Regions from separate parts of the Oryctolagus cuniculus genome. Here region 2 is linked to region 1. The links are chromatin contacts, called in public Micro-C maps. All regions are on one chromosome and are shown on one strand. Each heading gives the region's core, a stretch centred on a gene start, on an enhancer-like site or on the middle of the called end of the contact. The rest is flanking DNA. Distances are from core to core; before and after follow the strand shown. Region 1 overlaps SNX9 (sorting nexin 9). Region 2 has its middle 51 kb from the start of SNX9.

Region 1 (6,480 bases), core at 3,550-6,049:
GCACACAGGGCTGGCCCTTAGGGCTTCCTTCTTTCTAGAGAAGATAGACATCTTGTAAGACAATGAAGAATGTGGGAAGATGGCATTTTCTGATGTGTCCAGTGACAGAGAGGGGTTGGGATTTGGGTAACCAGAAAAGGGAATGCCAGGCAGGGGAGCGCCACGAGCAAGAGAGCTAAGTCATGAGAAACAGGAGTGTGCATGTGTGACAGTGTGAGCGTGTCAGTGCGCACACACATGGATGTGTGTGCACGTGCAGTGTGTGCATGAGATGGAGAAAGAGCACGTGTTTGTGTCCATGTGTAAGTGAGGACTGGACAGCTAAGATGGGATCAGATGGTGGGTCTTGTGGACCCAGAGTTTCAGGAAGCTGGAAAGGAAGACGGTCCTAGGGCCATTTTAGCAGACAGGTCAGTCAAGAAGAAAGGCGGAGCTTACCTCAGGGTGTTGACAGTAGGGGTGCAGAGGGGGAGGGGCAGCCAGGTATGAACAAGGCTGAAGAGATCAAAATTACAGCTCTAAGTGGTTTAAAATCAGGGCCTGAGCAGGAGGCGAAAGGGATGGGCCACCAGCACAGAAACAGAATTCATGAACAGGACTGGTGTGTGTGTGTTGAGCTGAGTCCTGGACGTGGGAAGTGGGGAGCAGTTGGGAAAAAATTAGGAGGCACAGGCCACAGTGGAGCACCCAGCCTGCGGTCGGAGCAGCCGGTCAAGCTGCAGCTACAATTAGCATCCCGGTGGCCATGGCGCAATCCGAGCACACAGGGCACAGGAGAAGTGAGTCTTAGAAGGGAACAGATGAAATGACGTGGGCACACAAGCATTCTCGAGGGACAGAGAACAGGGCACCCCAAAAGGCTACCAGAGGGTGAGTGAGGGTCCTCGGCAGCAGGCAGAGTCAGGACCCCACGCTGAAACTCTGCACTTCCAGCACGCAGACTCTGAAAACAGGCACACAGACTCTGAAAACAGGCACACAGACTCTCTGAAAACAGGCACGCAGACTCTCTGAAAACAGGCACGCAGACTCTCTGAAAACAGGCACGCAGACTCTCTGAAAACAGGCACACAGACTCTCTGAAAACCAAGAACACGGGGCAAGGGCAAAGACTGCTATTTCTGTATCTCCACGGCACCCAGCCCAGTGCATGCTATGCACAGGAGTGACAGTAACGGGGCAGAGGACAAGAGAAGGCCCCAGCACAGCGCGGAGCCCGAGGCACAGCCCACCAACTTTTTCAAAACTACTGTATGCGTGGCTTTCAAAATCTTTTGCATTCAAATACACTTATCTTTTAATTTTCCATGAACTTTTGGAAGCTTGTACTTTCAAGATTCATTAAAAAATTACATATTAAAAAGGACATTTAAGCAGTTTGAGGTAGATATTGCCCAGAGGTAACAGCAAAAACTTTTACAGGATCTTGGGCAAACATCACTGAAAAAAATTAATATTGGGTTTGCTGCTGAGCTTCTTGACAACAAAGATCATAAAAGAAATTCAAGATTTTATTTTATGAGAGCAAACAGCCAAATCTCCCAGGGACAGAATCGAACACATGAATGCCATCAGGAAGGCAGTAAGAGCCCTGGCTACCCGAGGAGACACACACTGTAACACGATGTGTGTAACCTATGTATCTGTGCACAATCGTGTTCTTGTAAAGATGCGGAAATGCTGGATTTCCAAATAGTCATTTCTTACCTGGATAAAAGCTGAAGCAAGACTTTGTCATTCAGCAAAGATAACTCCATCAGAGCTAAGCTGATCTAGTCTTAGTATATACAGCCTTCTGGTAAGCTAATCTGATTTAAGGATAAAGCTTAGGAAAACAATGCTAGTGATCAGTGAGCTAAGGGATCCCAGCACTGTCACTCATTCATTTTAGACACAGAATTAGGACAGGAGAAAGGCCTAACAACTGCAGGGTACCCGACAAGTCAGAAACAATGAAGAAAAAATCTAAAATAAACGCATGGAAAAAGATATAAAATTTTGCAATCTTTAGGGAACGTTTCTCAATATTTACAAAATAGCTTCTGACTTCACTACAAATACCTCATAGGCAACAGAAAAAGATTCTATGAGTCACCCAATCTTTAAAATCAGTGCAGGAGAGAGGGGTAGATCGCTTACCGGGTTTGTGATGGTGATGATCTCTCCTTCACTGACTGTCAGTTCGTTATTTCCAGGTTCAGCAGCAAAATCATACATAACCCGAGCCTATGGGAGTGGAGAGGAAAGAGGAAGTGACAGATGTAAACTGAACCGTAAAACACCCAAACCACACGTACTGTCAACTTTGTAAGCATGCTGCCATGAGCACGGCGTGCTGGCATGAGCACGGTGGGGGCTGTGGCTGTTCTGGAAGACAGGAAGAGGGACGACCAAAACACCTGAGCCGCTCGGCTGTGGGGACCCTCAGCACCAGTGGGACGACGGCGCCGCTCCGCATGGAAGGCTTCTGCTGCCACCTCCACGCCCCCACCATGTTCACAGATCAGCACAAAATGTCAACTCCAAACATTCCCATTTCATTGAGAAAAACAGCATGCCCCTCCATTCAGGAGGGAAACAGCAGAGACGTTCACTCTGGGCAGCCCTGTTCTGGGCATCTGCATAGGTATCCATGTGTGTACACACGCACACACGCATGTTAGAGTCACATGTGTTTAGAAGAATTCGTTGTCATGTAAGTCTCACAATTCCTTATCTAGAGCCAGCCACATGGATGAATTTTGCCAATGCAGCATCCCCAGCCATTTTAACTCAGAAAGTTAAGATTTGGGAACCAAGACCCATGTCTGCTGCTTCACTATCACTTGGCTTCCACTGTGCTGTGTGTGTCACTCAGCTTACCTAAACAGCTCTGGGTCTCAACCTCTCCCTCAAATGAGATCTTACTTTCACATAAAACAGACGAAAGGAGGTTGCCTGGAGCTGTCCTTCCAGCCGAGGAGTAGTCCAGCCACCCAGGCTGCCTGGAACACTGCATGCACCCATTGCTACAGAGGGTCATGGCCATGGCTTGGGCATCAGCATGGGGGTCCCCACAGGCGCATGCATTCAGGCTTGGTCTGCAGGACAGTGTTGCTGGGTGATGGAGGGACCATCAGGAGGTGGGGCCTGGGGGGAGTACGTGGAGCACTGAGGCTGGCTCTGAGGCAGCTGAAATCAAAGCCAGGGTCTGGGCTGCCCCTCCTCCCTCTCCAGCTCGCCATGCGATCCTTCTCTGCACACGTTCCAACGTCATCTCACCAGAGGTGAGCCAGCGGGACCTGCCCGGCCTTAGACTGCAGAAATGGGAGCCCAATAAGCCTCTTTCCTTATAAAGTTAGGCTTATTCGGGTACTTTGTTAAAGTGACAAAAAATGAAAACAGTCACTGTGGTAAAATATATAATATTGTATATAAACCTTTATATTAAATTGTAGCTTTAATCCATTTGAAATTCTAAGTGATTTTTTTCATTTCCAAAAAATCCACCTTATAAATGGGGGCCAGCTGTGCCTAAGAAACAGGGTATGTTTTAAAAGTCATTGTTTTGGGGCCAGTGCTGTGGTGCAGCGGGTTAAAGCCCTGGCCTGCAGCGCTAGCATCCCATATGGGTGCCAGCTCTCTGCTACGGCCTGGAAAAGAAGATGGCCCAAGTCTTTGGGCCCCTGCACCCGCATGGGAGACAGAGAGGAAGCTCCTGGCTCCTGGCTTTGGGCTGGCACAGCTCCGCCATTGCAGCCAAGTGGGGAGTGAATCAGTGGATGGAAGACCTCTCTCTCTCTCTCTCTCTCTCTCTCTCTGCCTCTGCCTCTCTGTAACTCTGCCTTTCAAATAAATAAATAAATCTTCTTTTAAAAAAAGTTATTGCTTCCTAATAGGCAATTTCTAGTCTACCTACAGGACTGGTCAAACATCAATGGAACTGCACTCCCTAAACAAACTGTCACCAAACGCGCACCACACAGCAGCCACTTACAAGGCCCTCTTCCTCCATATTTGCTTAATGATGCCAAGTCCTTCTGCCAAGGGTTAAGGAATCACATCTAGTGGTAAATGACAGGGAAAACAACAAATATACTGAGATGGACTGACGGAAAAACACACGAGGCAGGTACTGTGAAACGCCTGCCACACAACACAGACGGTGGTGTGTGGTGGTCAACCGACATTCTTTCCATTTTTCCACATGCTTGAAACGTTTTCCCAGTAAAATGTTGGAAACAAGGGGTGGAGCCAGACCCGTCAGGCGGGTGTGTGTCCCCTGAGAGGCGGGAAGAGACCTGAAGTGCGGCTGAAGGAGCAAACACCAGCAGCACGGACATGTTCTCCTGGGGCCTTCTCACAGGACAAGGAAACCAGTGGCAAAGCAGACAGGACTCGGCCCGTCCTGCCGGTCATGAAGTCATTTTTAAAGCACACGTGTCAATCCGTCAGGCAAGAAGCGCTGACAGATGAAGGCCCAGGGACTTCCCAGGGAGAGCAGCCAGCTGTGCCCCACCCCCAGGGATCTGCTGTTTTGTTATTGTTCCTTACGAATCTTGCTTTTTTTTTTAAATCCAGATAAATCCAATTAGTTCCCCCACACACAGAAAACCTAAGCTCCTTGCTTACTAAGCTTACCGCTTGGTGAAGCAAGCAAAAAATAAAGAAAAGCAAACCCCTGTGCACATTTAAATGTTACTGAACACAGACTTGCTGCTATGGTTTGAATGCTTATATCCCCTCCAAAAGTCATGCTGAAACCTGACCCCCAGAGCAACAGCAATAAGCCTCCAGGGAGGTGCTGAGGTCATGAGGACAAATGCTGACTTAGAAAGGGTCCTGGGAGTGGGTGTGCACTTTCTCCCGCCCCTTCACCATGCAGGACTTGGCATTCAGGGCACCAGACAGGAAGGAGAGAGACCAGGCCCTGGCCTGCTGGAGTCTGGGTCTTGAATTCCCTGCCTCCAGGTTTGTGAGAGAGTAAATTCCCAATTTCTCGTAAACCACCAGTCAGCTATTCCACTACAGCAGCACAAAGTGGACTGAGTCCGAGAAAAGTGTTTACAAACACCGTAGGTTCACGTAAAACACTGTACTGGGACCTTCCAAAGAACTACAGATGCTTCTCAGAAATCAGAACAATTTGAGGTGACAAAAGGATTTAGTAAGCACACCTCCAAATGGGTACACGTTCCAATTAAAACAAACAAACAAAACCTGAGCACCGAACTCAGCGAAAGGAAGCTGGGGTGAGGCTGGAAGCCCTGGCACTGAGCCTCAGGCGCTCTCCCACACCTGCTTCTCTCTGCCTATCCGGCTGCCCTGTCTCCTGTCTTCCCTAATCACTCCCCACGCCTCCCTCCTGCCCATCACTGTCAGTATCCACACAGATAAAGATGCTGCCCTAAACCCCAACTGCCAATGACTCTTTTTTCACAAAGCCTTTGAAAGAAAAGGCCCATTTTTCTAATACTGATTTCTTCAATGTTAGCTGTACTTTTTAAGAAACCGTTCCTGGGGCTGGCGCCGTGGCTCACTTGGCTGATCCTCCGCCAGTGGCACCGGCATCCCATATGGGTGCCGGGTTCTAGTCCCGGTTGCTCCTCTTCCAGTCCAGCTCTCTGCTGTGGCCTGGGAAAGCAGTGGAGGATGGCCCAAGTGCTTCGGCCCCTGCACCTGCATGGGAAACCAGGAAGAAGCACCTGGCTCCTGGCTTCGGATCAGCGCAGTGCTGGCCGTAGCAGCCATTTGGGGGGTGAACCAACGGAAGGAAGACCTTTCTGTCTCTCTCTCTGTCTATAACTCTACCTGTCAAAAAAAAAAAAAAAAACAAAAACAAAAACAGATAATTCTACTATATATCCAGTACATACTGTGAACTACAATTAACATCTTCAAAAACTGCTATAGATAAGGTAAATAGCTAGTGGAAATCAATCTCACTTAGCTGTTCAATCAACCACTAATCTAGCTGCTAGTAAAATCAGTATTAGTGGACTCAAGTTCTCAAATTAAGTGCTCGGACTCGGAACACTGAGCAGCCATGCATCTGTCTGCAGGGTGCAGAACCCCTCATCCCTGACCCACATCTTCTTTCTGGAGAAGAGACGGGAGTGTGCAGGCACACATTCTCTTACACATCTGTTATTTTGTCTGCCACCCATCCCTTCCTCAAGGAAACTGCTCCTGCCTGGCTGCAGTGAGCACACACACAGGTTAATGCAAACTAACAACCTCAAAGAATTTATCAAGGAAACATCTGAAACAAAGCAAAGCACTGGCTCTATAAGAATCCATACACAAATCAAGCCCATCTGGATCTTTGGTTCCATATAAATCACAATCAAGTCTTAGAAAAAGCAGTAAATCAGGCCGGCGCCGTGGCTCAATAGGCTAATCCTCCACCTTGCGGCGCCGGCACACCGGGTTCTAGTCCCGGTCGGGGCGCCGGATTCTGTCCCGGTTGCCCCTCTTCCAGGCCAGCTCTCTGCTATGGCC
Region 2 (5,872 bases), core at 1,516-4,015, 90 kb after region 1:
TTCTTCTTGGTCTCCCATGCAGGTGCACTTGGGCCAAGCACTTGGGCCATCTTTTACTGCTATGCCAGGCCATAGCAGAAAGCTGGATCGGAAGAGGAGCAGCCGGGACTCGAACCGGTGCCCATATGGGATGCCGGAGCTTCAGGCCAGTGCATTAACCCTCTGTGCCACAGTGCCAGCCCCAGGTGTTTTTTTTTTTTTTTTAAGGAAATTAAGTAAGATTTACACAGGCAATTGTGCATTTAATCACTCTGTAGCAGCTGTCCATACAAGAAGAATACAACTGACTGCATGAGTATATATTAGGGATATAGAGACAATTAGCCCAGGGCGGAGACAATTAGCCCAGCTGAGGTTTGAACCTAAAGTTAAATGACCTCACCACTCTCCCTTTTCATACATGATTGGACTTCAGAAGATACAGCTTTGTAAATATAAGGAAAGACTTGCCAAATTTCCCCTATTCTGCCAAGAATTGTTAGTATTTTATAGAAATTGACTGCTACAAACATCTAAATATAGAAATACATATTCATATATAGCATATTTATAAATAGGAAACATCTAACATAGTTCAGAACCCTGATCCATACCTGCTGTCCCTTTTTATTATTAATTTTAGTTATTTATTTGAGAGACAGACAGAGGGGCTCCTCCTATGCGCTGGCTCCCTCCCCCCAAGCCTGCAGCAGCTCTGGGCTAGGGGTGGAACCTGCAGCTGGGAAGTCCACCCCCGTCTCCCATGTGAGTGGCAGGGGCCCAGTGACTTGAGCCAACATTGCTGCCTCCCAGGGTCTGCATTAGCAGGCAATGGGAGTCAAGAGCTGGAGTTCAGAACTGAACTCGGGAGCCAGCATTATGGCCCAGCCGATAAAACCACGGCTTGCAACATCGGCATCCCATAAGGGTGCTATTTTGTGTCTCAGCTGCTCTGCTTCTGATCCAGCTCCCTGCCAATGGCCTGGACAAAGCAGCAGAAGATGGCCCAGGTGTTTGGGGTGGGGGTGGGGGGCCTGCCATCCATGTGAGAGACCCAGATGAAGCTCCTGGCTCCCGCTTGGCCCAGGGCTGGCTGTTGTGGCCATCTGGGGAGTGAAACAATGGCAGGAAGATCTCTCTTTCTCTCTCTCTGTCTTTGTCTCTCTCTTTACATGTCTTCCTCTTTCTCTGTAACTCTGCCTTTCAAATAAATGACTAAGTCTTTTTTTGGAACTTGAGCTCAGATGCTCCAATGAGTGACATGTGTTTTAACCACTAGGCTGAAAGCCACCACTCAATTATTCTTAATCATCTATTTCCTCATGTCATAGCAAAAATAATAACCTTAAGTTTCGGGAAATGCCTTTCTGCTTTTTCCTCCCTGAAATATAAGTCTAGGTTTACTCACAAATTTCCTTCTGAGGCTTTACAATAAGAGATTTCTTTTGAATGCAGATTTTGCTGTGTGGGACTCGGGCATCCTATGACATTCTTGGCTGAATAAAATCATAAATCTTCGTTCTGAATGCTATAAAATCGGGCGGGGGAGTCTTCTGCGAAACCTCATACCTACTTGGTCTTGGCTTGAGCTCATGGAATTCCGTATTAGACTAAAAGGAACTTAGGAGAGCTTGTGTTGCTACAACGCCCGCCGTCTCCTACCCACCTCCAGAGCTGGTGCACAGGGAGTCATGGTTCTGTTCTGTTCTTGGGCTCTATCCACAGATGGCCCTTGCCACACTCACAAATGCCGACCGCCGGAAGCAGGGTGCCTGGCGCCCTCTCTGCACAGGTGTCCCACCTGATGGCGATGAGCGCATGGCTCATCGCCTCTGCGTGGGGTCCAGAGCCCGTGAGTGCAGCCAGATTCTACCCAGACATGAGCAGAACACTCAGCCCCCGCTGCGCCATTTGCCGGTCTGGTGCCAAACGAGAATTCAGGGCCTCCTGTTCAAATATCACTAAGTACTTCAAGACGGACACAGAAGAGCATTAAAGCAAGCGGCGCTGGGTCCAATTGTGCCATGCCTGCAGTCACAGGCCACAGCACCGGCCTGTCCTGGGGTGACACTGGCTGCTCTCGGAAGGGGGGTGTCCTCCTGCACCCCAGCTTGGGGGTGGACGCTGGTACTCACTCCCAAGTGTGATCATTCACCTGCTCTATGGAATCTGTCACCCTGCTCTCTCGCCAACACATTCGTTTCCCTCCCTGCACAGGGTGTCTCTCCCAGCTGGCCACCCTCGCCCACCTCGCTCCCTCCATTCTGCATCCCACTCTGCTCACAGCGGAGCTCCTATTTCGCTCTTGGGCGCCTTCTCCTTGCTCCTGGGTGGAAGGCCGGCATTGTGCTGGAGTGGGTTGGGCCACCGCCTTTGATGCTAGCATCCCATATGAGGTCAGGTTCCAGTTCCAGCTGCTCTGCTTCCAGTCCAGCTCCCCACTAATGTGCCTGGGAAGGCAGCAGTACCTGAGCCCTCGACAATCCGGGGAGGCCCGGATGGTGTTCTGGGCTCCTAGCTTCAGCCTGGCCCAGCCTTGACCAGTGCAGCTATTTGGGGAGCAAATAAGCGAATGGAAGATATTTCTCTTTCTGTGTGTGTCTCTCCCTCTCTTCCTATCACTCAAATAAATAAATACATCCTTTAAAATAATACACAATGAAGCTACTATGCCTCCCAGGCCAAGGTAAGTGCGCCGGCTGCCACTCACCTAGTGCTCTCTCTTGCTGTTGGTGCAACTCATGACACCGACACCTGCTCTGTGTGTTTCCTGCCCATGAAGAGGTGTGGGCCTTGGGCTTTTGCTCAACAGGGAGCTGGATCGATTGAAGGCTCCCTTGGGAATTCAGCACAGTGAGCCCCAAGGTGGGTGCTGAGCTGCGCCTGCCTGGGAGGTCCATAGAACATTCTGGGCGGCTGGGGGCCTTGGGGATTACAGGGCCACCCCTTGGAGCCAGTCCTGCTGCCTGAGGACGTCCACTGCTTGTGTTGGCGGGCAGAGTGTTTCTAAAAGTCACCTCCTGGTTCTCTAAACCCCAGCCCAATTTGTCTGCCTTGTGACAGGTACGTGTAGGAGTGCTTCAGTCATTACCATAAACAACTCCTCCCCAGGAAATTTTGCTTTTAAAAAAGCACCAGGCAAGAGGAATTTGCTGTGGGGGCTCATTTTCTTTGCAAATGCATTTCCTCTGGCTGGAAAGGGGAAATATCTGTCCCGCCCTGCTCCGCGTGCCACAGAACGGTACGAAGAGGAAGTCGAGTCTGGTAGTAACGGTGCCAGTTAATCTTCAACGTTCACACAAAAGTAAGGGAGCTGCCACGCTCGCTTTGAGCGCTGCTCATCTCCATGGAAGGTGTTCACTGCGCTCCAGAAGAGAGAGGTCTGTGGCCTGCGACTCCAGGTCCTTGGCTGGGCTCAGCAGAGCTGCCCAACCTTCCTGGGTGACCTGTTCTCAAACACTCTCCCCTTCTGCTGTAGAGTAAGGAGAACAGAAACTGTGGAGCAGACCAGGCGGAGGTGAGACTTCGGAGAGAGGCTGAAGGTTTGGATGAATGGGAAGGCTGGGCAGAGCCGCACACGCTGGCCCGGTTTGCCTGGGACTAAGGAGATCCGGCCCTTGGGCTTTCAGTCTTTTTTCTTTTGTAAGAGTAATTTATTTATGTATTTGAAAGGTAGACTGACAGAGAGAGAGGGAGAGAGGGAGAGAGAGGGCATTCATGTGCTGGTTCATTCCCCACATGGCCACAGCTGCCAGGTGCCTGGAACCCCCATCCAGGTCTCTCACGTGGGTGCAGGGGCCCAAGCACTCAGGCCATCCTCTGCTGCGTTCCCAGGCCCATAAGCAGGGAGTTGGATCAGAAGTGGAGCAGCCGAGACTCAAACTGGTACTCACGTGAAAGGCCGGTGTCACAGGCGGACACTTAACCTGCTGTGACACCGAGCTGGCCCTGGGCTTTCTGAAGCCAGAGATGGTCCTGGACAAACCAGGTTGAGTTGCTCACCCCACCAGGCATCCTGTAAGGTAGGGGATATGGACCCCTAAGGGCCCCCAGTATGATGTCACGGCAACAGCCTCCCCCTAAACCCCCAAGGACCTCATAGCATTACCACTGTCCAGGGCCGTTTTGAGGATGAGCTCTGGCCCGAGTGGGGAACACAGACCATACTTCTATCTCTTGTCTTCTAGATTGAAACCCTTCAGCTTTTGTTATAATGTTATTTGCAATTGAAGCAAAAACAGGGTCCTGGTATGAACTGAGATTTTGAGACATCTGAAGTGGACAACCTGTTCTCTTTAACTTGTGTTGAATGCAAATTTCAGTTCCTAAAAACCCCCAAATAAGGAAGGAAATTTGATTTATCTCTTTTTTTTCCCCCCACAAAATGCAAAATGTTGACCTGGTAATGAAAACGCTGATTGGATAGATCGCATCGCGGGCTCAGGGCGACACAGCAGCAGCCTACGTGGCTGTTGGATCTTGTCGTGGAGTTGGGGTCTGGTGCCACTTCGCACACCCCGCACCACCTCTGCTGTCCTGCTCCCGCAGGAAGCAGGGCCCGTACACCCCGGGGTTTTCAGAGGAGAAAAGTCAGACCGGTTCAGTGGCCTGAGGCCAGGCTCCTGGGCAGGGGCTTTTGGGGGCCGGAGAGCTGAGTTATTGTTCTTAGTGGACTACAAAGAACCTTCACCTCTGCGAGGAAGAGGAGGAGCAGCAGCAGAGTGATAATAACAGAACCAATGCCTTTGTGTTTTGTTTTGTTTTGTTTTGACAGGCAGAGTGGACAGTGAGAGAGAGAGACAGAGAGAAAGGTCTTCCTTTGCTGTTGGTTCACCCTCCAATGGCCACCGCGGCCAGTGCGCTGCGGCCGGCACACCTCGCTGATCCGAAGGCAGGAGCCAGGTACTTCTCCTGGTCTCCCATGGGGTGCAGGGCCCAAGCACTTGGGCCATCCTCCACTGCACCCCCGGGCCATAGCAGAGAGCTGGCCTGGAAAAGGGGCGACCGGGACAGAATCCGGCGCCCCGACTGGGACTAGAACCAGGGGTGCCGGCGCCGCAAGGTGGAGGATTAGCCTAGTGAGCCGCGGTGCCGGCCTGAACCAATGCCTTTGTTTAGTGCTTGTCACACCCCAGGCGCATTGGCTGGTGTTATCTCTAACTTTCCAAACCATCCAGTGAAGACTCACAGGCTCTGAAGGTCGTGAGCGGAGCTGCACACCCAAGGCTCTCCCCAGTAGTTCAAGCTAAGGCAGCTTATCACATTATCCTCTTGACGTGAGTTTCTCTCATTTTACAGTCCAGGAAACAAAGATTCGCGTAGGCCCAAGGACTTGCTAAGTTCACAGCCTTAGAACGAGCAGGGCCGGACGTCTCTCACCTGAGCCCCTAGATGCAGAGCTCTGAGCCAGGGCTCAGCCTGGAGCCCAAAGTGACCCCAAGACACCGACTGTCCCACCTAGGATGGGCAGAGTCTCCCAGGGTTAAGCAGACGCCGTAAATGCGAGTCCTGGGAGTGTCAGGCAGGAGCGGCGCTGATCCCACAGCCAGGGCTCTGAAGGCAGCGCTGGGCCTGGGGAGCCAGCAGGGCGTTGTCCTCTGTTTCTGGAGACCAACTCTGAGGTCCTCAGTGCAAGGCTGGAGGCTGGAGCGTGGTGCTGGGCAGCGCCTGAGTTCACGCTGTCTTAGTCTGGCCAGGGAAAGATGTCTTTTTACAGGGAAAGGGCCTGTGCGTGGCTAAACTAGATAAGGTGGGCTACCTGGTCCGCACTGCTGAAGACAGGAGGCAGGTGACAGATGCCAGACAAGCCTAAGCCTGGTGAACTGGGATCCTGGTGAACTGGACAGGTGACACCAGGGATGTTGGTGCTGTGTCCAGGTGATGGACTTCAACA

Evidence for each region. A called contact is a pair of places that touch in the nucleus more often than the background predicts.
Region 2: a contact with region 1 is called in a Micro-C map of ear pinna, with 3 times the contacts expected there. The contact joins two enhancer-like sites. A contact is called at or near these places in 4 of 6 Hi-C or Micro-C datasets (ear pinna, psoas muscle, skin fibroblasts and 1 more).

The regions. Positions count from the first base shown.
Region 1 is chr5:9,819,847-9,826,326 of mOryCun1.1, forward strand. SNX9 (sorting nexin 9) reads right to left here. Exons shown (of 18, transcript XM_070073337.1): 2 at 2,140-2,226. The coding sequence starts at 2,217. Among named protein-coding and RNA genes, the nearest start is that of SNX9, 40 kb to the right of the region's middle. Within about 2 kb of position 4,800, at least 1 of the 8 cell types and tissues checked has an H3K27ac peak or open chromatin away from gene starts, as enhancers often do. A contact at or near this core is called in ear pinna, where this site is marked.
Region 2 is chr5:9,911,511-9,917,382 of mOryCun1.1, forward strand. No RefSeq gene overlaps it. Among named protein-coding and RNA genes, the nearest start is that of SNX9, 51 kb to the left of the region's middle. Within about 2 kb of position 2,766, at least 2 of the 8 cell types and tissues checked have an H3K27ac peak or open chromatin away from gene starts, as enhancers often do. A contact at or near this core is called in ear pinna, where this site is marked.